Linked DNA regions of Anser cygnoides: region 1 is linked to region 2. A link is a contact called in public Hi-C data. All regions are on one chromosome and are shown on one strand. The core of a region is the stretch at or near the end of the contact, and the rest is flanking DNA. Distances in the headings are between cores, read along the strand shown. Region 1 holds the start of AP3B1 (adaptor related protein complex 3 subunit beta 1). Region 2 holds the start of ARSB (arylsulfatase B).

What was found. Hi-C and Micro-C count contacts between places; a contact is called where the count stands out from the background.
Region 1: a contact with region 2 is called in a Hi-C map of liver, with 4 times the contacts expected there. The contact joins the promoter of AP3B1 here to the promoter of ARSB in region 2. A contact is called at or near these places in 3 of 7 Hi-C or Micro-C datasets (granulosa cells and liver).

Annotation. Positions count from the first base shown.
Region 1 is chrZ:78,621,363-78,627,222 of Taihu_goose_T2T_genome, reverse strand. AP3B1 (adaptor related protein complex 3 subunit beta 1) reads right to left here and starts at 1,348. Exons shown (of 25, transcript XM_066987682.1): 1 at 1,109-1,348. The coding sequence starts at 1,239.
Region 2 is chrZ:78,315,967-78,322,621 of Taihu_goose_T2T_genome, reverse strand. ARSB (arylsulfatase B) reads right to left here and starts at 4,522. Exons shown (of 8, transcript XM_048055797.2): 1 at 4,211-4,522; 2 at 1,543-1,729. The coding sequence starts at 4,474.

The DNA of each region.
Region 1 (5,860 bases), core at 99-2,598, 310 kb before region 2:
AGGGGTACTCTCCTCTGCAGAAAAGTGTAAGAAGAACGATGGTTAAAAAATAAAGCACAAAGTTGTTTCCACAGAAAGGAACAACAAAAGCAGGGCGCAAGCAACATAAGTCAGATACAAACACAAGTCATTAGGGCATCCATGCTAGATCATTGAAAGTTTTAATTGGAACAGAATGAAAAAGCAAAAGATGTAGAGGAATCGCAGATGAAGAGAAGTATGACTTGTATGGAAAACTGAGGAGGCCTATCAGCTGCTGTCTCAAGGAGACAAGCATGAGAATCACAGCAGCTTCGCCTTGTTGTGATTTACTTCAGTGTGGCATAAAAATAAACACATCAGTCGAGGTTTCTAAGCACGGATGCTCTCTTTGCGCAGAACAATCAAACTAAAGAACAGATGATTGATTTCCTGATGTACACGAGACCTTAGTTTATGGTCCTTTTTACTGGTCGCTCTAGGAATAGATTTCCGATTTGCTGTAGGATACCATTCCAGCTTGGCAAGCCTCTTGATCCTTCCCAGAGGCATTTTTTGTCGCTTCAGGTCCCTTTTCCTTTAAGGAGCTAAAGGTTTTCGGTGTCGGTGCACTTTAGACTGTTTCCTTTCTTTTTCTTTTTTTTTTTTTCTCCTTCCCCCTGCCTATTTCCTCATTTTGACTTCTGACCAAGAGCCGGACCGTGTTAACTCCCTCCCATTTCACACCAGCCACCTCGTCACGGCCAACCACGTCCCCAGCTCCCACAGACAAACTTCCGAGCGCTTCTTAAGACCCACGGGAAACAAAACGAAACTTGCGCCAACGCGGCTGGCTAGCAAAACTGATAAAAAGCTTCTTTATGGAAAAAAAAAAAAATTCAACCCCGCCCCCCCCCCCCAAAAAAAAAAAAAAAGCTCCACAGCCCCGGGCACACGCCAAACGCCGCCACACGAACTTCGCCGCGGCGCGACGAGGCGCTGAGGCCCGCTCCCCTCCCCTCCCCTCCCCTCCCTCACCCCCATCCCCTCCCCGCCGCCCGAGCCCGGCCCGGAAACGCGGCCCGGGGAGGCCCGGCCGCCCCTCACCGCCCGACCCCGCTGCCGGTCCCGCCCCCGTCCCCTTCCTTACTTCTTGGTGTCGCTGCTGAAGAGCCCGAAGGCCGCGGGCACCGAAGGGGCCGTGGTGGGCGCCGCCTCCTGAGCCAGCTCGGGCGCCGCCTCGCCGGCCTGCTCGCCGTAGCTGTGCCCGTTACCGGACATGTCGCCGCTCGCTGCCCGCTCCGACAAACTTACCGGCACGGCACGGCACGGCACACACCCCCCGCCAAGCACCGGGCACGGGGCGGGAGGGCCACGTGACGGGGGGGGGGGGGGGGGGGGACGGGACTCGGTCCGCCCCGCCCCGCCCCGCCCCGCCCCGCCCCGCCCCGCCCCGCCCCGCCCCGCCCCGCCGCCCGGAGGTGCCGTCGCCGCGGCAACGCGGCCCGGCCGTGAGGCGGGTGTTGTAACGGCCGGGCTGACCGGCCCCTGCCGTGCCTGGGCGGGAAGGAAAGTTAAAAGATGTCCAAGCACAAAAAAATCTCCAAAATTGTCCAAACACTCCAAAAAAAAAAAAAAATCCAAAAGATGTCCAAACACAAACCTTAAGCACGCCGCTGCCCGGCCCCCTGGCCTCTGCTGGGCACAGGCCGTTTTATTTTTGTGTAGCCAGAATACTAACGTGGCCCCTACACGTAGCAAAAGCAACTCTTGTTGCGTGTAGTAACCAATATTATAAATTAACCAGCTTGGTACTAATTAGTCATACACACTGACTGCGCTGCAAGTCTGCTCCAGGTTGCTAAATATTCAACAAGTTAAAAGTTAAGTCCTATCAATTCCACCACTAGAAAGGAGGAAAGAAAAGAGAAACAGTCCCAGGGTATCTCATCTGATAGCAAGGTGGCTCCAGTCCCAGCGTTAACAACACTTGCCGTTCCAGGAGCGATGACGCAGCCTACATTCACAGCAGCAACTTACATATACGAGCCCATGGAACATAAAAGGATGACTAGAAGTCATACGAGAAAAGTTTCTCTTAATTTCTTTTTACAGTCTTATTTTACTATATACATCCTACACACACCAAAGTATCCTGTCTTCTTCCACACCTCCTACTGTTTGAGGAATAATTTGTGCTCATTAAAATGCCCTTCTATCCATCTATCTAAATTATGTTAGCGGAGTCCAGCCTCTTCATCCTGAGAACAAACTCATTTCCAAAAGGTTACAGTTCACAATCAATACCTTTTATCTTACAGAGGGGAAAAAATGGTTTGTCATAATATTTTTCTGAGGCAGCTCTTCAAATTTCTTGTCTTTCACCAACTTGTACATTTCTGTTTGAAACTGGGTTAGTGCCAAGCAAATAAACTTGACAGGAGGTGTTACCAATACGTTATCTATTAAAAGAGTGGGACAGAGATAAGGTCAGTTGATCACTTCAGTTGCCTTCTGTGGATGCCAACATTTCAGCTTCCTTTCAGGGTCTCTAATAGCCTTCTTCTTTGTAGTACAGTCTCTTGAAAGTCAAGGCTTAGAGAATTAAAGGCCACTGTTGGCTCCCAGTCACAATGCAAATATTCTTGACCATCACCAATATGCCTGTTGGTTCTTCAGATTTACAATTTTTCATACTATCCCTTCCAATTGCTCACAGGAACAGCCACACCAGTTTTCTTTCCCTGCAGATGCAGATCTCTCGTTATAATTACCACAAACTCTCACGGCACCTGTTGATACTCTTTCAGTGATGTGACTTGAGGCAGACATCTCTCGATCTTACAAAGTCAGGTGAAATCCTAGGACCTGACTTTTAAAGGATCAAAAACCAGAGTAGGCTCTCAGAGGCAGATGCCAGTAGGCATCTAGCAAGACCAGATGTAAAAAGGACAGTTATTCATCTCCTAAAAGTTTAAGATGCTGATTCTCTGAATTTGTACCAGCAGCGTTTTGAAAACATCTCTGACTCAATTTTTCAAACCATGCATTACTTTCACAGTGTAACAGTGAGAGCGCTTGAACTTTGGTCCCATACGTGGTTATGCATACATGAAAGGGGCCCTGGCTTACATCTTTTATTTGTATGTAAGGCACATGCAGGGTAGGAAAAGGTAACCTATATCAGGCCAAGTCCATAGTTTTTAAGGTAGATCTATTCTTGTTCCTTCGAAGACTGACTCTGCTGGTTCTCTGAAATAAGAGACTTTAAACTGTTTTGCTTCTTTGCATAAAGCTGTAAAATATGTGTATTTATTGATAATGATAAGGAACACCTTAAGTAGAACAAACTAATTCTCCTCTTTATACTACATATGACACATAAAAAGAAAGATTAGAGGAAGGATTAACACTCAAAAAAAAGAGACAATAGTAAGTTTATAGATTGTTTCATTTTGGGGAGTACAAACACATGGAAAAGGACACAAACAGGCTACTGAGGTGGGTGATCATGGGACTGTGATACAAAAAAGTGGAACAGATAGTAGCAGTGCAGCAGAAACTGAGAACAGAAAACAAATATTATATGGAGATTTCTTAAGTACATTTAAATAGTCATATAAGGAGGGCTGGATACAAGCTCTCGTTGTCAGTTCTTGCTATCTAGTTCTAGCCTGAAATACACCACACCACTTCCTTGAATAGCCTTCTACTTGCTATATTAACTCTTCACGATCACCCTGCAGGAGCAATGTATTTGCCCATTGAATTTACACCTGTACAAAATTATTTTAAGAATACTGGATTATGAAACACAAAATACCACCGAATCTAAATTCTCCGTTTACATTCATTGATTACAGAATTCTACTTCAGGTTTTTACACAGCATTAAAAAAAAAAAAAAAAAAAAAAAAAAGTCATAAGATTTAAAACAGGAACCATAATGGGATTTTGCTTCTTATTTTTCATTCATCATGTTTCTTTCTGAAATCATTTCACCATCATGATTCATTTCTATATTTCTATATGACCATCTTCACAATTACTACACATAACACCTGGTAAAATGAATTGTTTCTTAGTCTTCCATTCATAGATGTAAACAGCTATGTAATATGTTATGTTTGGACACAGTTTTTAAAAATGATTGCACTGAGCAATAAGTTCCCAGGTTCTGTGGAAGGAAAGATGAATTTATACGGATAAATAAATATTCTTTTTCATCAAAACTTACATGTATATATGTGTATTTTATATATATACATACACATTTTATGGGAAAAAAATCTTCAACTTTTTCAACACAATTAACTTTGTTCAGCTTTCTGAACCATTTACAGAAGATATCTTTTGGTGGTTTTTACCAAGTTAATTAAGTCCATTTGTGTTTTCAGTTGTACTGTGTTGCCGTATGCTTACTTGATGCCCTCTAGTGGATCATAGTACTAGTACTCTATTTGCCATAACAACGAATTCAGGAGGTGCATTATTAAGGAAGTTCATTTTTAATGGAGTTCAAGCCCTATGTAACAGAAACTTTATGATAATAAATGCTTTGTTCATATTTTCTATATTGCTTATAGTTTCTGATATACCTAAAATGAGCTGTTATTCCAGATCCCACACACACCTATAAGAGTTTTTTGACTTTAAGTTATTTTTTACTATATGTAAGAGATGAAAGATAAGTAATGATATGATACAAACTTCTGTATATTAAGCCTTTTTATTCTGTAATGATTTTGAAATCTGATTTATAGTCAGTTAGTTTAAAATTAAACACCAAGAACTCATTCCTGAACTTGGAATACTAATTTGTCTTTACAATGCATTTTCAGTCTGTGACCTGAACTGAGATGCAAGTATTCCTGATTAATTCAAGCAAACTCTTATGCAGGTGAGAAAATTAATGGCTCTGAAAAAACCTTTGGTCTGCCTCTCTCCAATTAAATGTAGCTTTGGGACAAGCTAACAAATAAAAGCAAACCATGGTTCTTTAAAAATATCTGTTCCCTATAGCTATTATTCACAGGGGTTGCTTACATATGCACTGTTGAAACCAGCAGACCCCAAATTCTCTTTTGTTCCTACAGTTCTTCTGTAAACTCTTAGATTACACAATATTTGCCATCCAGCTTCATCACTTAATATTCCTTCGAATGTTTACAAAGATTTTGGTTAACACTGATGAGTAGGAAAAATGTAATAGGTAAAAAAAAAAAAAAAAAAACAGAAGAGAAACTATTTGAAAAAGTAAACAATTCTTCAATTATAGTCATTGATTTTCCAGTTTTTTTCTGCTTTTCTTAATCTAAACAAACATAGGGTCTAACTAAGTTAGAAGAAAATATTTTATATTACTCTTTTAAGTAATGCAGCTTAGATAAATTTTTAAAACCTTGTACATATTTATACGGTAACATATTGGGCTGGATAAAGCTACTAGGCTGAGATGATTAGCTCCAGACTTCATTAAAGGTTTGCCTTCATGGACAGATTAAAACACAGCTTTTCCTGCCTTTATTAATATTTCACACTTTGCTAGTTAAAGTTCATAAGCTAGCAAAATTGTTGGGAGACTTTTTTTAAGCTAGTTTGGAATAAAGGCTTTAAGAAGAAGATACATGTAATGTTTAATGATAATATGTCTCCTTTCTTTATTGTACAGTCTACTAGCCGTAATCTAAAAACTCCACCAAGTTAGGCTGCCCTTGAAATATATACCTTGACCATTGGAAATAGATCTTACTGTATCCTGAATTTTTAAAAGAAAATCAAGCTGCACTTAAAAGTATTTTAGACTTCTCATTTCCTGTGGACCTGGACATCATCTATTCTTTACCTTCAAACTGGAGTTTGTGCTAGAGTAGCTAATAAGCATATTTGTTTGTCTGCTTTCT
Region 2 (6,655 bases), core at 3,273-5,772:
CGTATTATTACTCAAAAAAAAAAAAAAAAAAAAGCTTGCTAAAAATCAAATGAATGTCCCTAACTGCAATCAACTCCTACTGGAACTATATGAACATAATAGGATATTAAACTACCACATCCATTGAAAAATAATTTCCTTGGTGTCATGCTGGGCACCCAATGACTATGCCTAGAGCCAGCCTTAGTCCTGGTATTAAAAGCCTGCTCTTTCGCAGGAGCATAAGCCTATATAGACATCTATGCCATCAAGAATAAGACAAGCTCCTGTGAAGGGATGGAAGCAGACAACCAACAGGGGAAGAGGCATATAGATTCAAACAGTGGTCCATCATGTTATGATCCGTATTTACTACCTTAATTCAGTTGTAAAACCATATCCCAAGCTCTCTGAAGAGTCAAAAGAGACAATCTAAGGGAATAGTCCTTTCCACCTAGAATTTGAATCACCAGTATCTATAAGGGAACATAGCACAAACAGGCTCTTTATTTAGGTACCTAACATTACACAAGAGGAGTGTGGGCCTCAGCAAGCATAGCTGAAGTTTCTGTATCTCAGGTTCCCTATTGTAGAACTGGGCAGCATTACTGTCAACAGCTTACAGAGTTATTTTGAAGACAATCTGTTTTGAAACCCTCCATTCAATGAAAGTATCTTAAAACAAACCAAGTCAAAGTTAACAACTTTGTATTCAGTATCAAATGGTATGAGGTGTATTACTGATAACCTGATTCACATAATGGGGAAATAAATATTATAATATAATTATATTAAAATAAATATTACAGTGGGGAATTAAATATTATTGTGGGCAAATATTCTCATTCACATGGGATACTTGCACAAAGCTATTAAACATCCAATCAATACTTGGACAGGAGCTTTTGTGAGAGGAAAAATATGTGATATGTAGTTGCAAGTTGCTTTGTAATACATACACACAGACAATCTAATTCTGGCATTATTTTTTTTTTTTTTCAATCTAAGTGCTTGATTTCACAGCTTGTGCGTTCCTATAACACCTACATCTTGTACGCTGTTTTTATAAAGGCTCTCACACCACCTTCCTTTCCAGAAGAAGTGGAAAACCACTGATATTCTATTTACAAAGCATGAAGACACTATGGTGCGATGTTTATTTCTTTCTCTTTTAAATATATCAGCTTATTAGCAGTTTAATATTATTTGCAGAGCATGCGAGGTCTACTATCTGATCTAAAAAGTAGTTTAGAGACACTTTTAAAACAAAACTAATCACTATACCTTAAATCTTCTAACCATCATAGAATGAAATTAAATGCAGATATTTAAAGAGAAATACTTTCTCTGGAGGCACTCAATAATCACAGTATTTCCTTCAATAAATCATAAGGTTTTGGCATGCATTTAAGGCACTAACTGATTTTTAACAGTTATGCATTGGAAATATGCATGCTCAAAAACTACTTATGCACTCACAGTATATCTGCTCTTCTTGGAAGAATCAAGCAGTTTTCTCATCATTTTTAACACTACATTGCCCATGTTAAATTTAACCATTACCAAAGTAAGTATCAAATCCTCTGCGTGTTGGAAGGCATTCTTTCCTGTACATCCCTAAATGCCACTTCCCCACCATGTGAGTAACGTATCCTGCATCTTTAAGTAGCTCTGGTAGGAGTTTCTCATCTAGTGGTAGACAGCTGGGCTGGCACGGCCAGATTATTTGGTGTTGTAAACCTGTATGGATCTAGTGGGGAAAAGAAAGGAAGAGGTATTAGTTTCAATGCAGTAACACATAAGCAGGTCCAAAAAGAAACAATATTACACAGCAGGGTAGCATTAGGTTCAGGGCCTGCTGGTTTCACTAAAGTAGCACCACCGAAGTTCAGAAAGCCAAAGATGGAGGTCGGGGCTGTATGGAGGAAGACCATGAAATAGTACTGCCAGTGTTAACAAGAGGATCTTCCCAGGCATAATTCAAGTGCAATATAAATAAATAAATAAATAAATAAATAATCAAGCCTTTTGTATTTTCATCTGAAAGCCTAACATGTAACAACTACCATTACAGTCTTCCTGAATGCAAAAATTTAAATAGAATGCAGATGGACAAAAATGTGCAATGCAGTTACAGCTACAGAGCTTTTGCCTTTATCAGAGAACAATTACTGGAGGAAAAGGTGGCAAAGGCTAGGAAAGCTATTTTTGCAGTACTGCTCCAAATGGGTATTACATAAACATAGGTATGCATTTATTTACATCCTCAAAGTGAGTGTTGAGCACTTTTACAAATAAAATAAAAGAAAAATTGGATATTGGAAATAAGGGAAGTTTTAGACACTGACTAGATCTGACCTCTGACTGTTTCACCCAGGTTTCTAATCTTAACAAGTGGTGAACTTTGTATGTCTTCACAAAAGTATGACTGGTAATAACAGTCTGAGTCGTATATTTTGCTTGATGCAAGAAACCTCTTCAGTTACTATGTACTACAAGCTGACTTTTGTCAACTCCCATATCTCCTACTAAAAAAACCACCACAGACAAACAAAAAAAAGTCCCACCACCCTAAACCTAGGAGGGAAAACACACACATACCAGTTTAAACATCTTGTTTGTTTACTAAGTATTTCTAGTAATCTGCCTCTGTCGAAGCACACAATCTCCAACACCTCCCTAGACAGCAAGACATCAGATTCCATAATGCCACTAAGCACTTCAGTGTAGCAAGCTAAATGACTAATTTGAAATCATCATGGTAGCAACCATTTGAACTCACTTTTAAACCAAGTAAGCCCTGACTTAAAGTGCATGGATAAGTAGACTAGACTAGTAGACTAGTACACAGTGGTGGGTGTACTAGTTGCTAATTTTCTTTGAAAATGGAGCTGGATTTTTTTTTTTTTAATGCAGCATTAGAAAAGTATTATTAATATAGTGAAAGATACAAGCTAGGAAAGCATTGCAATTTCTTCCACAGTCACTAGGGAGGAAAAAAAAAAAAAGGAAAATAGTAAAACAAATCTACAACTTTCAAAAACCAACAGCTTTGCTCTTTTTTCCTCATTGACTGTAGGATGACTATCAGAATTCCAGCTCCAGATGTAGGATACATTCTTAAATCTTTGAGTAATTCTTCATCATGTTCACCATATCATTGTATAAAACAAAACCCCACACACTTGTTACATAGTTTTTTCCTGAACAGAATGTCTGCTCAATTTTATAGAAAATTTTCTTCAATTTTCTAATATTATTTTACTCATTTTTACTAAGGTCAACATGACATTGAATTATCAAGTCAGATGCATATGATGAACTCAAATCAAGACTGAACCATGAGCATTTCTAATTTCCACTCTAAGATCAGATGCTGCGAAGTCCAGTTGACACTGACCTATTTCTAGACAAGCAAGTTAACAGTATGAGCTGCATTCTAGAATAGGTCAATATAAAGAAATAGTGTAAGTAATTTAAAAAAAAAAAAAGTACTGGTAGAAAAACTACATCCTTCTATTCCTTATTGGCTCTTCAAGTTTGGGAACAGAGCAAAAGGTAAGTCCCCCCTAGACCAATCGCTCTGCTACACCAAGAGGTAGCACCCACTAACATGTAATTTCATTCTGAGCACTTTCTTTGATAAATACAGTTGCAGAACGTTTTGAGAGAAAGGGGAAGTTTCTGACACACATTTAGTTCTTTGCGAGTTCCTCCATTTTTTTCCCCCCGTTTTTGCCAAAGCTGCAATGAAAGTGAAAGGAAAAAAAAAAAAAAAAGTATAGCAAAATTATGAAGTTCAATTCTTAAACCTGTGGGAGGAAAAAAAAAAAGGGGGGGGGGGGTGGGTGGGGTGGGGAATCATGCGCATGAGGAGGAAGCTGGGTAGCCAGGCTGAGGATCAGCCTGTGGGCACTGTCATGGGAGCGTGGGGCACCATGTGAAGGAAGATGTACAGGTGAAGGATGCATTTAAACACTGCACGGGAAAAATAAATAGCACAAACTGAGCACGCAGTGCTGCCTCTGGCTGGATCTTGCGTGTGCCCACCCAGCTCAGAAGCACCTAAGAGAAGGGGACCGCGCTAGGGCTGTTTGTCCCGGCGCCCTGCCGCGCCTTTTAACCCGGCACCTTGCACTACCCCGCCCCTGTATTTCCCAGCTCGCAGCCCGCAGCTCAGCGGGACGCGGACGGGTTTATCTCCACAGAGCGGGGCACAGCCCGTCCCTACCTGGTAGCGGCCGCTGAGCAGCTGGCTGCGGGAGGGCGTGCAGAGCGGCTGCGTGTAGTACCGCTCCAGCCGCACGCCGCCCGCACCCAGCGCGTCCAGCCGCGGCGTCCGGATGGCCGAGCCGTGCCAGCCCACGTCGCCCCAGCCCAGGTCGTCGGCCAGCACCAGCACCAGGTGCGGGGCCGAAGGCCGAGCCGCCGCCGCCAGGCGCAGGGCGCACCACAGCAGGCAGAGCCGCGGCGGGACGCCCGCCCGCCCCGCCATCCCCCCGCCGGCCGCCGGAGCAGGAACTGGGCCGCCGAGGGAGCCGCGGCGCCGCCCCGGGGCCGGGCTGAGGCGAGGGGAGCGCCGCGGCCTGGCGCAGGCCCGCCCCCGGCCTCCCTCCCTGCCTCGTGTGCGGGCCTGAGGGAGAAGTCGTGGTGGGGTGCCCGCTGCCGGCAAGTGCCGAGTTAGCTTTAGGTTGGTTCGTTTGTCAGGGGAGGTTAAAAAACAGGGTGTGCGCTTGTGGTCTGTGTCAGCTGAGTAACCATCTCAGCGATGTTGCCTTCCGATTTCATCTTCCTGTAATTCCCACGATAAACATCCGTTTTAAACCGTGGAGGCTTTCCCAGGTGGAACCATGGGTCTGCCTGCAAGCCCGCATTGCAGCGTTCGCTAGGAGAGTACGGGGTGTATGCTGGTGCAAAGAACGGGACCGTTACTTCTCCCTGCCTACGTGAGGCTGTTGCAGCTCGTCCAGTGCTACCCACAGAGGTTATGCAGTGCTTTAAACAAGGTGCGGCAGCCGCCAACGCAGCCATGGCCTCGCTGCTTGCCAAACGGTGCCACAGACCTGGAAAGACAAGCTGCCACCGTCACTGGAGAGGCAGCTGAGGTGTGTGAGATGGCAAATATTCCTGTAGGAGAAAGTGCATGGCCTCTGCCACCGTTAGCTACTACCCTCCCTCCCCTGCCCGCTCCTTCTGCAAAGCCATGAGTGACACAGTGCTATTTTCTCCTAATTTTGGTCATGTGGTTGAGAAGTCTAGATCCACCTCCGGCTGTAAAATGTTGTTTATGACTGTTAGAGTGTAGGAAGGAAGTGAAGAAACCAAGAGGCAGAAAGAACAGCTATGTCAACAGGGCTGTTTCTTCAAACCTTGTAATGTTCTAAAGCAACACTGTAGACAACTGCTAACCTACTTAAAAGCCTTGGTGTAAAAGCTAAGACTCTGGATGGACAGAACTGTCAGCTCTGATCAATTTTGTTCATCCATGGAATACATAAATATTTCAGTGTCCAGTTAAAAATCAAATAAACGCATCTTTGATACTTAGCTGGAATGGTACATACATGTCATCCCAACTTCACAGAGCAATTTGGTAACAGGTGAAAGAAAAATACACACCAAAAATACTATTTATCAGTGGAAAAAAAAAAAAGTATCAAGTACTGTTGCTTATTTTCTTTCTGATTGACTGGTCTCTGTAGAAAGTAGGTTCTCGCTCCTCTGAATTAAATATAGTGGATAAGCCTATGAAGTTACCAGATATTCTATAAACCCCAAAGGATTCCCTGCTGGTTTGAAAACAGTAACAAAGATGACTGATGACACTTTCTTTTTTTCTACAGTAATTAGTAACACATTCATTCATATTCCCTCGAGGAGTCAGTTTAACCTTAAATTTTCATCTCTGAAGCAGTATCGATTATTAGTGGTCCTGATACCTTTCTAAAAAGATATTACTTGCTCTCTACCCCACTTCCAGGTCTTTCTCCAGACCTGGTCTTTCTCCAGGTCTTTCTCCAGGTAGAAGAAATGGGTTGTGCCACAGAGGCATTTCCAAATCAAATGACAGAAAGAGATTGGAACTGAAACTGCATACACAGGAGAGGAAAATCCATAATGAAAAGAAAGCAGGAAAACAGATGAGGAAAGCGTTGATAAGAAGGTGTATCTGGCAGGTAATGCAAAGTGCCAAGGAAATCCAGGCAAAAAGGAATTTTATATGATGTAAAAGAAAGAGAAAGAAAACAGAATTTAGAGGGAAGAGATGCATTAAAAGAAAAATCTAATTTCATTGTTAATTTTTTCTCTCATAAAGAACAATGAAGAATGAATGGGTACTATTAAGTCAAGTTACCACTGGTTCCCTTATACCAAGATCTCTAAGTTCTTTTTCTTTACATACAAACAATTATTATTGCTGTCTTTTTGTAATTTTATTCTGCATATTATACCTTGTTTATTTTCTCCCTGAGTCAATTTCTGGGACTGAGCACTGATGTGTTTAAGGTTCTGGGAGGGGACTGTTCCTGCATGCTTTTGTTCACCCCAGTTTTAGGAGTTGGATGAAAATTAATAAAATTAAACAAATAAGATAACCAAATTTCTTTCTTTATTGCTAAGGAGGCAAGTGAGCCCCTAGTTAAAATAGGACACTGCTACAAGAAGTAACAAGATT